Linked DNA regions of Aphis gossypii: region 1 is linked to region 2. Evidence: chromatin contacts called from public Hi-C data. All regions are on one chromosome and are shown on one strand. Each heading gives the region's core, a stretch centred on a gene start, on an enhancer-like site or on the middle of the called end of the contact. The rest is flanking DNA. Distances are from core to core; before and after follow the strand shown. Region 1 holds the start of LOC114122300 (peptidyl-prolyl cis-trans isomerase-like). Region 2 holds the start of LOC114122289 (copine-5-like).

What was found. Hi-C and Micro-C count contacts between places; a contact is called where the count stands out from the background.
Region 1: a Hi-C map of whole body shows a contact between it and region 2, with 3 times the contacts expected there. The contact joins the promoter of LOC114122300 here to the promoter of LOC114122289 in region 2. A contact is called at or near these places in 2 of 2 Hi-C or Micro-C datasets (both in whole body).

Annotation. Positions count from the first base shown.
Region 1 is chr1:47,414,984-47,422,097 of ASM2018417v2, reverse strand. LOC114122300 (peptidyl-prolyl cis-trans isomerase-like) reads left to right here and starts at 4,190. Exons shown (of 3, transcript XM_027984919.2): 1 at 4,190-4,696; 2 at 5,479-5,695; 3 at 6,111-6,480. The coding sequence starts at 4,496. The coding sequence ends at 6,322. LOC114122284 (peptidyl-prolyl cis-trans isomerase-like) reads left to right here. Exons shown (of 3, transcript XM_027984893.2): 2 at 1,130-1,346; 3 at 1,411-1,679. The coding sequence ends at 1,619.
Region 2 is chr1:47,278,917-47,285,655 of ASM2018417v2, reverse strand. LOC114122289 (copine-5-like) reads right to left here and starts at 4,880. Exons shown (of 10, transcript XM_027984900.2): 1 at 4,435-4,880; 2 at 1-57. The coding sequence starts at 4,502. It overlaps LOC114122288 (gametogenetin-binding protein 2-like), which reads left to right and starts at 5,009. Exons shown (of 12, transcript XM_027984896.2): 1 at 5,009-5,763; 2 at 6,125-6,324. The coding sequence starts at 5,656.

The DNA of each region.
Region 1 (7,114 bases), core at 2,941-5,440, 140 kb before region 2:
TATTTCATTTGTGATAGGGCGCCATCCCTTGGATCCGCTATGCCCATGCCTAAGTCCATTAATTTGTTGACATTATTTGTCGTTGCTACGAAAATTTTCAATGATTCGTTAATGTGAGAGGCAGTTTAAAAAGAAAATTTTTGTTTGACTTTTGTAGTTTTAGCTTTTTGTCCAGTATCTCAGCTCCAGCACACATATTAAGTTAAAATCAATACTAATGTGTTGACTGATTCCTCACCTGCTCTTTACACGTATTATATCATAATCGTATTCTATTGTAACCCGCTGTTCACATTAATACCTTATGAGTTATGAGGTACAAGCACTAGGTACCTACAACAAGACAAAAATAAAAAAAAATTCCCCCTCTTTTTTCCATTACTTAATGTGAGTCATGTTAGCACTAACTTAGAAGGTCATTTTTTGTCATACTACAAAATAAATTAAATAATTATATATATTCTTTGGCCTTACAATTACATTAATTCTGAGGAGCACATGAAAATACCAAATCAAAATATTACAAAGTTAAATATTGATTTTTTTTTTTTTTGAGATGTTATACTGGTTAAGAAACAGTCGATGGTTTTTTTCAAATACCTATAATAACTTATAAAATTTATCAATATTAAGAAGACACTAATCATATTATCTATTTTCTCCATCTTAGAAACAGACGACATTGCGAATTTATGTTCTGTAAACCCAATTGATTATTGTTAATTTTCATATGAGAGTTGACTTATGGTCGAATAGGTATTATATTATGTACTAATGTGTTGGCTTTTTTCAATATTTTAATTTTTATCCATGATTTACCTATATTAACCTAATTAAAAGTTAATAAACTAAGGGTAATTTAGTTTTAAAAATAATTAATGTTTGATAAGTGAATATATTAGGTTATATCTAACAATTAATTGTTCGATAGACAAAGACCCCAGTGGTAATTCTTATTTTGTTTTGTTGTTATTATTATTATTACCTTTAAAAAAAAAAAATTATCATATTTTAACTTTGAATCTACTAAAATCTATGTTTATTATATTAGTTTTTGTCATTACAATTGAATAAGCTTTAAATCTAATATTTTAATCTAACTCTTATTTAATACATTTTTTTACTATAGTTACGAAAAGACGTTGTGCCAAAAACTGCTGAGAATTTCCGTGCTTTGTGCACTGGTGAAAAAGGTTATGGTAATAAAGGTAGCGTTTTCCACCGTGTCATCCCCAACTTCATGTGCCAAGGTGGTGACTTTACTAATCATAATGGCACTGGAGGCAAATCCATTTACGGTGCCAAGTTTGGTGATGAAAACTTTACCCTTAAACATACTGGACCAGGTATGAATTTATATTGATTATTTATTATATTATGTAAATTAACTAATTTATCATTGTTTTGTAGGTATTTTATCGATGGCTAATGCTGGTCCAAATACTAATGGTAGTCAGTTTTTCATCACTACAGTCAAGACTACATGGTTAGATGGTAAACATGTTGTTTTTGGATCTGTTACCGAGGGTATGGATGTTGTAAAAAAATTAGAGAGCTATGGAACTGATACAGGAGAGACCAAAAAGAAAGTTGTTGTAGCTAATTGTGGAGAACTTTAAGCATTTTTTTTACAAACATTCTGTTACTAACATTTTCATTAAAAAATATGCTGAATTTTATGTTAACTTTAATTCATTAAGTGAAACATTCCATTTTTTTTATTATGTAATTAATTTTCTCCTATTTTCTTATAATTTTTTTTTTACACTTATGTATGAATATCTTGAATTGTTTAGAAAATTATAACAAGCTGATGATAATTTTTAGATGAAGAAAAAAAAACATTAACAGTTATTAACTAGTTCTCTTCTACATTTTTTTCATCTAGTGTTACAACAGTGGCTAAAAAAAATTAATAAATAGCAATTAAAAAAACTGATGTTAAATTATTTTACCTCTCAATTAAATAAATTATATGATTAACCTCATCAATTATTCAAATGTATGTATCCAAATAAGTGCTCATCTAACACTCGAAAGATAAATATTGAAGTATAGAAGAATCCGTTTAATTGGGATACTACATAAGGAAACACCCGTTTAATGGGGACAAATTAGCTTAGTTCCAAACGAATGTATTTATTTTAGGTAATTTAACTTCATTTATTGGAGGTAAACTTTCGGTTACAAATAGTTAAGGAGCAAAGATAAAATTGTCTAATTTGATGTTTTAACCCAACATGTCAAAACTAACTATCTAATATTTATAACTCATATATACATACATACATGTACATTTTGTTAATTATTTAATTTTTGTAAATCATTTCATTTTCTCCTACTGCCATGTACTTTTTGAAAATAAGAATCAATTAGCCTACATACCTAGGTACAACATTACTTTATGACGAACATGTACAATCAATTAATTAATTTACGATATAATAAAAAGTATTTGAATTAACTAGGTATGTTTCAATAGAGTTGTTATGTTAAGTATATGCACTTTAATAGTTTCGGTTTATTGGTTATTTAGATAATGGGGACAAATAGGTCACTGCCCAATGTCTCCCAATTAAGCAGATTCTACTATATAATATACAAACATCTAGTTACCTATCAGAAGTATCTAAAAATATTTTAATAATTATTATAAATTTACATGGTGCAATATAATGAAGTTGGTAGTTATTGGCAAGTTGTATATTTTACATTACCTACTATAACTTATTACAGCTGGGTATTGAGTATAAACTAAACCTTATAGGTTAAAACTAAAAATATAAAATACAAAGCAGTGAAATTCAAAAATGTTAGTATTTCAACATTTTCTGTTTATGCTTTATTAATATTGCAGGTATTTGGTTAAATTGTATAAAGCAATAAAGTAACATACATTTTGTTTTTATGCAGGAATATTATTTTATTTTTATCAAGTCATACTTATTTTTTGGTTCATTCACTTAATTGTTTAGTATTATGTTGATATTTTACCTACTTAATACAATCCATTTAATGAACAAGAATTAAAAAGTATGTTAGTATATCGTAATTAGTAGGTTACAAAAATGTTATGCATTTATTGTAAAATATAAATGATTTATAATACATTCTTTATGATATAGGAGACAAAAATACACTCATTACACAAGGGCTATTAAATATTACTACGCTCGGTAAGTTGTACATTTTTTGCAAATAAGGTTATAAGATAATATTTCATGATGTAGAGAAGATCTCTGCATCCGACATCGTGTCATATTTATAATATAAGACAAGAAAAAACGTTTTACACAAAATTAGTAGTTACTATTTGGTAGGTATTCTATTGAATTTGTGCGTTGTAACCAAATAATATTAAATTTAGAATTGTGTTATATGATTATTATAGGTAGTTTTTTTCAACATGCAATGTGTTTCAAATTTTGAACATTCTATTTACTACATAACTTTAGAAACTTTTAAATTCTTATTTATCAATAGCCATGTCTTAATATTGCATAATATTCTGTTTTCCAACACGACATAATTATGTACATCTAGTAATTACCACGGGCAAGAATAAAATACTATATTTTAATTTACATTTTAGATTGTGATTGGAACAATGATGGTTTATTGGTTATTCGATGATTTGTGAAAATATTAGAGGAATATGCAAATTGCAAATGTGTTGTATTTATGAGATTTTTCAAAATGTCCGTATTTGTCCAATAAATACTTGATTTTAGGTGTTACCTTTTATTTTTGTAACGATTGGCAGTCGAACACGTTATGTCACATACCTATTGATAATCGTTTCGATATAAATGTTATACCTACCTAATAATAATCGATATAGGTAATGTTATAATGAAATAACAAATATAATACCTAGTCAATAATACATAAATATAAAATTGTTTTAATAATACAATTTACAAAATAATATTTTAAACACACCTCTTTTTTAATATAATATTATGACTTATGGTATACCATTTTGATGATGTATAATAAATATTAGGTACCTATTTAGTTAATTTGTTTTTTTACAACAAGGAATATTATTTTTCTGTTTCATGTGTGTAAATGTATAATTATTTAAAATAAGTAAATAAAACTATTGCAGTGCAACAAAATACAATTCATTCTTTGTAAAAATTCGAATGGGATGTTGGGGCTCATTGAAAATTACTGGGACAGGGGCACGCCGACTCAGCCAGCGTAACGACAATCGGCAAGTTGCCTAAAAACTTAAATAACGGGGAACGGACATTAAGTATTTGAGTTTAAAAGTATTAACAGCCTGCTGTTTATCGACGTACTGCTACTGTATTTGACATTTTGACCCCGTCACGATGACCTAAGGACCGGCGTTTTACGAATGTAAATCATGATAGGCGCGCGCGCCGCGCACAGTCGCTAGTCAGCAGTCGCTAACGAGTTTCCATTCTCCTTGGACGTTGTAGCGTCTGTGTGCTGTATAACCTCGAAACCGGACGAAAGCAACACAATGGCGTCCACCACGTTTCGCTTGTTCACCCGCCGACAATTCCAGTACTGCTCCGCTCCGAATCACTCGTACACCGGAGGTCTTGCTTCATTCCTTTTATACTCAACGAAATCAAAAGCTTCATCTACCAAGATGAGTCTCCCGAAAGTGTTCTTCGACATGAGTGCCGATGGTGAGCAATTGGGCCGCATCACTATCGAGGTAAGTGTTGACGCTGAGAATTTTTCTGTTCGGCCTGTTTTCAATTTGGTTTTCAAACGCCGAATAGAATGAGAACGCGTACAGGTATCTTCTCCGTTAACCATACGTGGTTTTCTCGCCGAATTTCAATATTCCTCACGCCTCGACTAGCAGATTTTTAAATTCCCATGTTTTTCACGTTCTTGTACGCTTTGCTGTGACTTGGCCGACGCCTTGATGACAATTAGAGTATTACAGTAAGGAATTGTTTTTATTTGCGTTCGATCTCAACGGAATGCCGAACATTCTTGTCTCTGACGTTTGGAACGGGTCCAAAATACCTTGATAGTACCTCTTGCTCCCCAACATCGACTGAAATCCTGTCTAGGAGATACCATTTAAATGTAAATAAACATTTTCGTTGATCTTTTTGTTTCGGTAACTGGAAATATGTAGAGTTAGGACTTTCCAAAAGGAGGTAAATCTGTTAACAATACGAGAGTTACGTGTTTGTAATGGTTCCTCTTTAAGGACTTGTTTTTTTATTTTCTATTAGTGAACGAATTTTAGTCTGAGGCAAGACGTCTGATTTTAATTCTCATTAGAAACCACGTGTTTTACGCCGACACTAGTTGAATTTTAACTGTTGAGTGTTGGTATGGTATACATTGTTTTTTTTACTCTATGGCGATGATTGAAGAGATTATTTCTCCTCTGTCAATCTGAAAAATAAAATAACTGTGAAATTGCTATTGTAGGTTTTCCTTAGGATAATAATTAATCAATACTAATCTTTTTTATAGCTCCGCAGTGATGTAGTACCAAAAACAGCCGAAAATTTCCGTGCTTTGTGTACAGGCGAAAAAGGTTTTGGATATAAAGGAAGCATTTTCCACCGTGTCATTCCCAACTTCATGTGCCAAGGTGGAGATTTCACTAACCATAATGGCACTGGAGGAAAATCCATCTATGGAAACAAGTTTGAAGATGAGAACTTCACATTGAAGCACACCGGTCCAGGTGAGTTACTTTTAAGTTAAAATTTTATTCATCTTATTATGAATTCACTAGCTGAAACTCTTGCAAAAACATAATTGTTTAAAAAAGTAATTTGATATTGTTTATTTTTAATCAATACTATTTTAAAATTGCCTGTATTTATCATTTTATATTTAAAATTAAAATTTTAGTTGATCCGTGTAAATATTTTATAATGCTCTTGTAAATCCAAAACGTCTATACCTAAATTAATTTAAAAATATCAAAATAAATGTTTTTTTCTCATTATTAATTTCCAATTGCATTTAGTTTTAATAAAATTGTTTTATTAGTCTGTACCTTGTGAAACAACTACATCACTACTATTTATAGTTATATGAAGTTGGTAAACAAATAAAAATGTATTAATTTTATTAACAAATAAAATGTATTTCAGGTATCCTGTCTATGGCCAATGCTGGGGCCAATACAAATGGTAGTCAATTTTTCATTACCACTGTTAAGACATCGTGGTTGGACACCAAACATGTAGTTTTTGGTGCCATCGTTGATGGTATGGATGTTGTCAAGAAAATCGAGTCCTATGGTACTCAGAGTGGTAAAACTACCAAAAAGATCACTGTCGCCAATTGTGGACAATTGAGTTAATTTTTTTGTTTTACATTTAAATGTCAAACGTATCAATTGAATAATTTGGAACAATAATTAATGTCAAATATGTGGTCTACTTAAAAATGTTTAATGCATTTATCTGTGTGGTATTCTGGATACACAAATTGATAATACATTCTAAATAGTTAATATTATATTTGGTTTTTATTCATCTTTGTAAACCTTCCAAAATTCTTAATCCTGCCAATTTTTAAAACTATGTTTTTGTATCCAATATGCCAATATTTTCTACATAATAGATTATAATTTTACTACTGTTGAATTCAAAATAAATTGTTTCAATGCTTCATGGCCGCACAATTTTTATTTTACTGGTAAATTAGGGTATTTTGTACCGTATTTTAACATTTTTATTTGAGGGCAATGTAGCATTAATGAAGTGCACAATTTATAACTCGTAGAATAAGTTAATTAGTGTGATACTGCTTGGAGTAAATAAATTTTACCTCATGAAACAATACAATAGTAATTTGGTCATTGAAAAACTAAAATAATATGTTAAGCTGACATAATCTTTAATACTCGACACCAAAGATCTCCAGCTAACAACATGTATGCCGGGTATGGCTCACCAAGCTAATTTATGCTTTGATATTAGTATAAATTTTCTATTCTTCAATTTCATTATTTTCTTATTTCTTATAAAACATTGGCCCGCCGTTTAAAAAAGATTGGAAACCCCTTTTCTACATATTGAGAAAATAAGTTATGATTCTACACTTGAGTAGTACTTGGAATTTTAGCAAAATAAAACTGGTCTCTATTTTA
Region 2 (6,739 bases), core at 3,631-6,130:
ATATATACAACACACATTGGATCAGATTTTGAAAACATATCACAGTCCAATAAGTTTCTAAAAAATAAAAATAAATATTACTAGGTCACATTATTCAATCTTAAAATAATTTATTATTGAAAAAGTTTTTAAATGTTTTTAGTACATAATTTTTTTTTATAATTAGTATACTTTATATTTTATTTATATTGTTATTTATTAATTATTATTATTAACTGTCTTTGCATTTGTACTTAAATGAGTATTTCAGATTATCACAACAAAAATTGTATTTCAAATTTATATTATTTGTACATTAAAATATTATGAGTTATATTACAAGCTTAACATTTAAAGAACAGTTTACTTATAAGATATGTATAAATGTCAAACAACTATGAGTTACAAATATATTTTAAATTTGAATAAATGTTGATACCTTACTACCTTAGAAATTGTTATCAGAATATATGAAAAAAATTTTAATCAAATATTACAGAATGAAATAAAAAACATTGATTAATAGTTCAAAATTATACGATACTTGTACATTGTAACAATTACATTTAATGTTAATAATTAAAAAGATAATGTAGGTTTACTAAGTAGTAGTTTACCTACCTGATACTAAATAAAATGTTTTTCTAAATAGCCACAAAAATAGAAAATTAAGATGAATTATTATTTATTTTTTTACTTAATAATAGAATATTATATTTACATTTCGAATGTTTTATTAGCTATTACTCATTAGAGATCAGTATTTTAATCTTAGTTTTAATAGACTCTTAATTTTTTCAATGAGTCACATTAATTATTATGTTGTCCTTGACAGAAAGCAAAATTTTATTTGCTCAAACTTACTCAACTATTAAATAAATTATTGCAACAAATACTGAAAATATTTAAATTACTCATCATAAATTGGTTAATTAAAATTAAATTTCAATACATAAATTACTAACCATGGTTTTCAAATTTCATAAGTAACATATTTATTCATAATATTTTTCTACATACGTTTATTTTAATAAAAATACTAGTTGAAGAAAATATGAGTAACTAAAATATTAATGTTAATATAATGCCAAATCACTGGCATTTAGAATGTACATGTTTTGGAACAAAATAAAATTGATACCTTCTCCCTACCACATAAAAATTATATTTTTTATAATGTTTAAGCTACTTCATAAAATTGTTTGTTTAAGACATTAAATATACTAGAACTATATACATATTTTATTCGTAAATATAATCCAATCACATTAATTACAATAACAAATTCATAATATCTTCCTTAAATTTTAAGGGATTAAAACTTTAATAATGCTATTGAAATCTAGATTTTTTGAAAGCTGAACCCAAGGGCGCTCGCAGAAATTTTCACCTGGGGGGCAAGGTGTATATTATACATATATATATATATATATAATGCTAGGTTAGGTTAGGTAAAAAGCCTTTTTTATGCGAGTTTTGAATAGGACTTTACCCATTTTAATGAAGAAAATGATATTTCTGTAGAAAACTTAATAGATGGTGTGTGTAAAAGCAATCTCAGAGAAATATCAATGTAAGGATTTATTTCAATAAAACCATTTTATTTTATTAACATTACTGTATAAAATATATGTTTTCATACATTGAGTTCTTTTGCAGTAATTTTATTATCTTTCTGTAAGTTCTACAGGTATCCCCTGAAGCATGGCTGTAGCTAGGTTTTCTTTTTTCTTTTTTTTTTTTGGGGGGGGGGAGGGATTAAAACACGATTTTTTTTTTAAATTATATCAATGACAATCGTCTAGAGTCTTCACAAAATTAAACTATTATATTAATTGCTAAAGTGATTTTAATGTAAAATGTAATTGAATTCAATTTGAGGAGCAGGGGGGGCAAGTACCTCCCTGCCACACCCACGCCCTGAAGTGGATACATTAATTTGGAATTGATGTTCCTAAGTTGTCATAGGTAATATATTTCTTGCAGTACTTTGCCTTAGTTAACCTTTGGCCTTCTCACAGTTCATGAAATAATTGTTGAGTTCAGATACAATTTTATTCAAGATCGCCTTAAAATTAGTTGCATTATTTTCGAGATTATTTTCCATTTTAAATCAGAATCTAAACCATAATCAATATTTTTATTTTTATTATCTATTTCTTAATATTTTGACCATTAATCACAGTTTGTAGATAACTAATAGAAAATAACAACTGGTAAATTTCACAAACAATATTCAAATTTATATTAACATACTATAAAACATTTTGCTACATCATTTATGTAGTATGATAGTCTTTTTTTTTAGACCATGATTCATTATTGTTGCTACCCCTAAAATTTGTTGTTTGGAGCATTTTCTTCTTTTCTCTCCTACCCACAAGATGCGTCAATAAAGTAAATACTATTCACATTTTAGTATGAATAAACAGATGACAAAGTCATATTATAATTATTATGATAATAACCAAGTCCCTAATTAAATCCAGAATATAAGTTTTATGCTTATTACTAAATAAAAGTTCAAAACTTAATAATAATTAATAAGTCTAATTTGGTATACATTATTAATGCCAAATTAGGCTTTCAGCATATATTATAAATTATATTTTATACAAAAAACATATTTGTATATATTTACCATTTTTATAGTACTATATTATATAGGTAGTATGCAGAATCTTAATGTAAAAAATTAATATAATTCTTCATATTTTTTGAAAATTGTTGGTACTTATTACAAACAACTTTTATAAATTAAAAGGTATAATATATATACATTAGGTAATTCCTATTCTTTATAATCAACAATTGTATAAATATAATGAATTGTATTTATGAATACGTTTTTAAATTTTAATGACAATTATAAGAATATAGACGAAACACAATTTTAAAAGCTATGTAATAAAATATAAATAATAGCACAAAAATATGATCAGCAGATAGCAATTATGCATGTATATAGGTACATAGGTTGTAATTGATATTTATAGAAACAATATTATAGATAAAATACTATCTAGCATATTAATTATACCTCAGGCTAATTTTATTCTCAAATACATCAAATTTAATAATAATTGGTATTAAATACACCGTTAATGTAATATTGGTCCTGATAGATTGTTGTTTTTAAAATGAGAAAACTAAGTAGTTACTATGGTATACTCCAATAACTTTAGACTTTAGACATTATACTAATAATAAAAAATGCATACAAATTAAATATAAACACTTTGTTAGTGTTTGTTCTATAGTAAACTCTTTACAAAATCATTTCTGAAGTATCTTTTTTTGTCTCTTATATATTAATTAGTAGTTGTTTTTAGCATACTAATATTTACTAATACTTCGTTATAAAGGAATAACATAAAAATTTTCTTAACATAGTTTTTAATTATAATAAATATTTAAATAGTATTCAAAGACGTTCGTAGGAATTTATCAAGAGGGGGAATATAATTTAAGTTTTGTTTCATTATCTGTTAGAGTATTGTTTGTAACGTGTTTTATCTTATATAGGTATGAACATAGAAATTAAAATATTAATTAAGTATAGATAGTTAGAACCTAATAGCATTTATTTTAATAAATTAATGTGAAGTTTTCAATTAACAAGAGTATTTTTCTCTAATAAATAAAATGTCACCATTGATTTGATAATATTAGGATGTTAATAAATTTAAATGTTTCTAGCTTCTATAAAATAAATATTGAACTACAACACATTGGAAATTATTATATCTATGAAATCTATGAATATTAATTAATTTTTACAAAAAAGTAATAATTTGGTTGAAATTATACTTGGCCCCACCACTATTTGCCATAAACAGCAATTGTAATTCATAATTGAGTGCAATAAAGATCACTTGATAAAAAAAAAAAAAAATTTTTTTTTTTTAATTTCAAAAATAAAATACTCATTTTGTGATATTTTATACTACATGTTGATTATGATAATTGACCCAGAAAAAATCCAAGAGATGTGATCGGGGCGATCAAAATTTTAGCAAGTAAGGGCTACTTGCTCTACCCTTGATTGTATTATAATAACATAACTGGTTTTTAACTCATAATATATACAACTAATGCTTAATAGTAAATAGTTTATACATGTACATAGAATCATTCAATAGTATAGTAGCTTGTTAGTAAAGAATTAAACAAGAATAAGACATATAAGTGAGAAATATTGATTAAATACCTAAAGTATTAGGTATTGGTTTTTCTAATCTTAAGTAAAGTAATGAATAATCAAAAGATTAAAATATGAGGGATGTTTTTTATTCAATTTACGTATCATGTCTATAACTTTTTAAATGCATATATGTCATAATACAATCAAAACTGACATAAGCGACACCGTAGCAGACACAATTTTTTGTTTTTAAGACGTTTATCATACTTCACATTGAGATATTTAAAAAAAATATTAATCAAAACAATCACCTGCAAGATAATGTCAGTTCGATTTCAGACGTTGGTTCGGTTGACGAACCAGGCTTAAACATGGCCATAGTGACGGTTTTTCGAAGATGAGGGTTTTGCTTTTAGAACGAAAAAGAGACAACGATGAAATGATGGCGTGTAGAAAAAAACCTATTCCACGATTAACTCGACCATGACTCAGATGTGACGTACGAATGTTATTAGTAAATATTTGTTAAAATAAACTGTAGAACGTGATTCAATAAGTTATGCATAGATAAACGTTTAAGCTTTTATGTCATGAGACATAATTTCACTACGCCTAACAACAACTAACAAGTGTTCCCTGCGTTATCACGAATGAAACGTTATCAGCGAAGACCGGAGACAGCGATGGAATATAATAATAATAATAATAACATTGCTATTTTCTAACGAAAACAAGAATGTATTATTAGGAGAGGACGAAAAAAAACACGAACCAGTGGACCACTACAACAACACGATGTCTGATAACGTGACAATACGGGTTGGGCGGGTGATAACACAGCTTCGGCGGCAGCTGTCGGGTCCAAGGAGAATGGGTTTTACGTGACGTCAACTTTACTCAAGTCCACGTCCAGGCAGCGGAGGGACGAATCGACCTGCGAAAATAATGTCGACGGCGATATTTTGAAGACGGGCGCGCTGTCATTCGACGTTCAGGGACCTCAGGACGATCGGACCGTGTGCTGCGGGATTCGGTGCCATCCGTTTGGTTTTGGTCGTTTTGGAAGTTTTGGTGCGTCAGGTTCCAAGGACGTTGTATACCAGTCTACGTTGATCGTCCCCGTGCGTTTCGCCCGATTGGCGATTTCCCTCCCGTCATCAACACCGCCACTCATTGCTCGCACAGTCGCACGTACTTCTACTACTTCTACACCGCGCTCGCGTTAAAGGCGGATTTGTACTCATCAGTGTTTCGCCCGTTTTTAATAAGACAAGTTTTTGCCGTCGTCGTGTGTAAAACATATAAACCTCGTACGTTTGGACGAGTATAGAACGAACGGTTAAAGGCCCCATACGCCGTTTTCACGTTTTCTTCGTTTTTCGGATCTACGTCGTCCGTACTCGGTTCGCGTCCAGCCGTGTGTGTTATTAATAATAATAATATCAACACACGCTCACGCATATACATATATATTTAGGTATATAAGGTCAATGGTATTCTGTGACTATATCGCGACCACACAGCAATCTTAAATGTTGCAAACAGAGAGGATGCCCGACCTGGTGGAAGTGATGAGAATGGGCAAGGACCATCGGCTCAAGCACAGGCAGTTGCCCCTACAAGTCGACGAGAACTTGACTGTGAGTTCGTCCTCCGAGTTTCCCCCATTGTTTTTTCTAGAAATTCTCATGTTCCCCTCAACACTTCAAATTGGAGAATCCAATGCTCACCATCGATCCCTACTGGCTAACTGTTTCAACAGCTTTGTTTCAAATCCTCTTGATAAGTTTCTTAAAAGCATTGCCATTATTAATTGTCTATTACCTACTATAATGTTTGGTGTTTCTAAAATTTAAATCAACGCGCTTAACAATACTATTTTTAGTTGGTTTTTAGTCTTGCGTTGTACTAGATTAAATTATGATACTTATAATACTTGTATTGTTGTTTTATATCTGTGACCTATGATTTCTTATGTAATTGACTGTCTTTTGTTTACAGTTGGTGATGGATCTTAGCAACGAAGATTTGGTACAAGAAGTAAAACAAGTACCACCATTAAAAGTTCAATCTTTGGATAGTTTTGTGAAAAAATATCGCATGCTAAACAAACGCGAATTGCAAGATGTATTGAAAGTATCCATTAAAGAAATATTAGATATAATGAGTGAAAGTATCGACTGTGTTGGATGCCGTAGAAGGTAGGTTTGGTTCCATTATATTTTAAAGTTAATTAATCTTAATTGTTGGCTGCTAACATGATCATTATCAGTAAAATGATAAAGTTGATCTTTCATCAATAATTCTGATCTAATGCCTTTGTAGACACAGTTTTTTATATAAATGTTTAAAATGGGGTTTAAAACTTTATTAATTAGGTACCGTTTAAAGATATTATTTATGTTGTCGATATTTTTGTTTTTTAAGAAATTAAACTTTATCAACTACCTATTAAAATATTTATTTACATTAAATATTAATCAATTTTAATGTTAATTTTCTAATAATTGTATAACATTTGGAAAAGATTAATTAAAATAGCTATTTTATTCATTTGCTGGGAATTTTTTTTCAACCCATGTCTTAGTTATAATTGGTTGGAACTTATAATAGTTT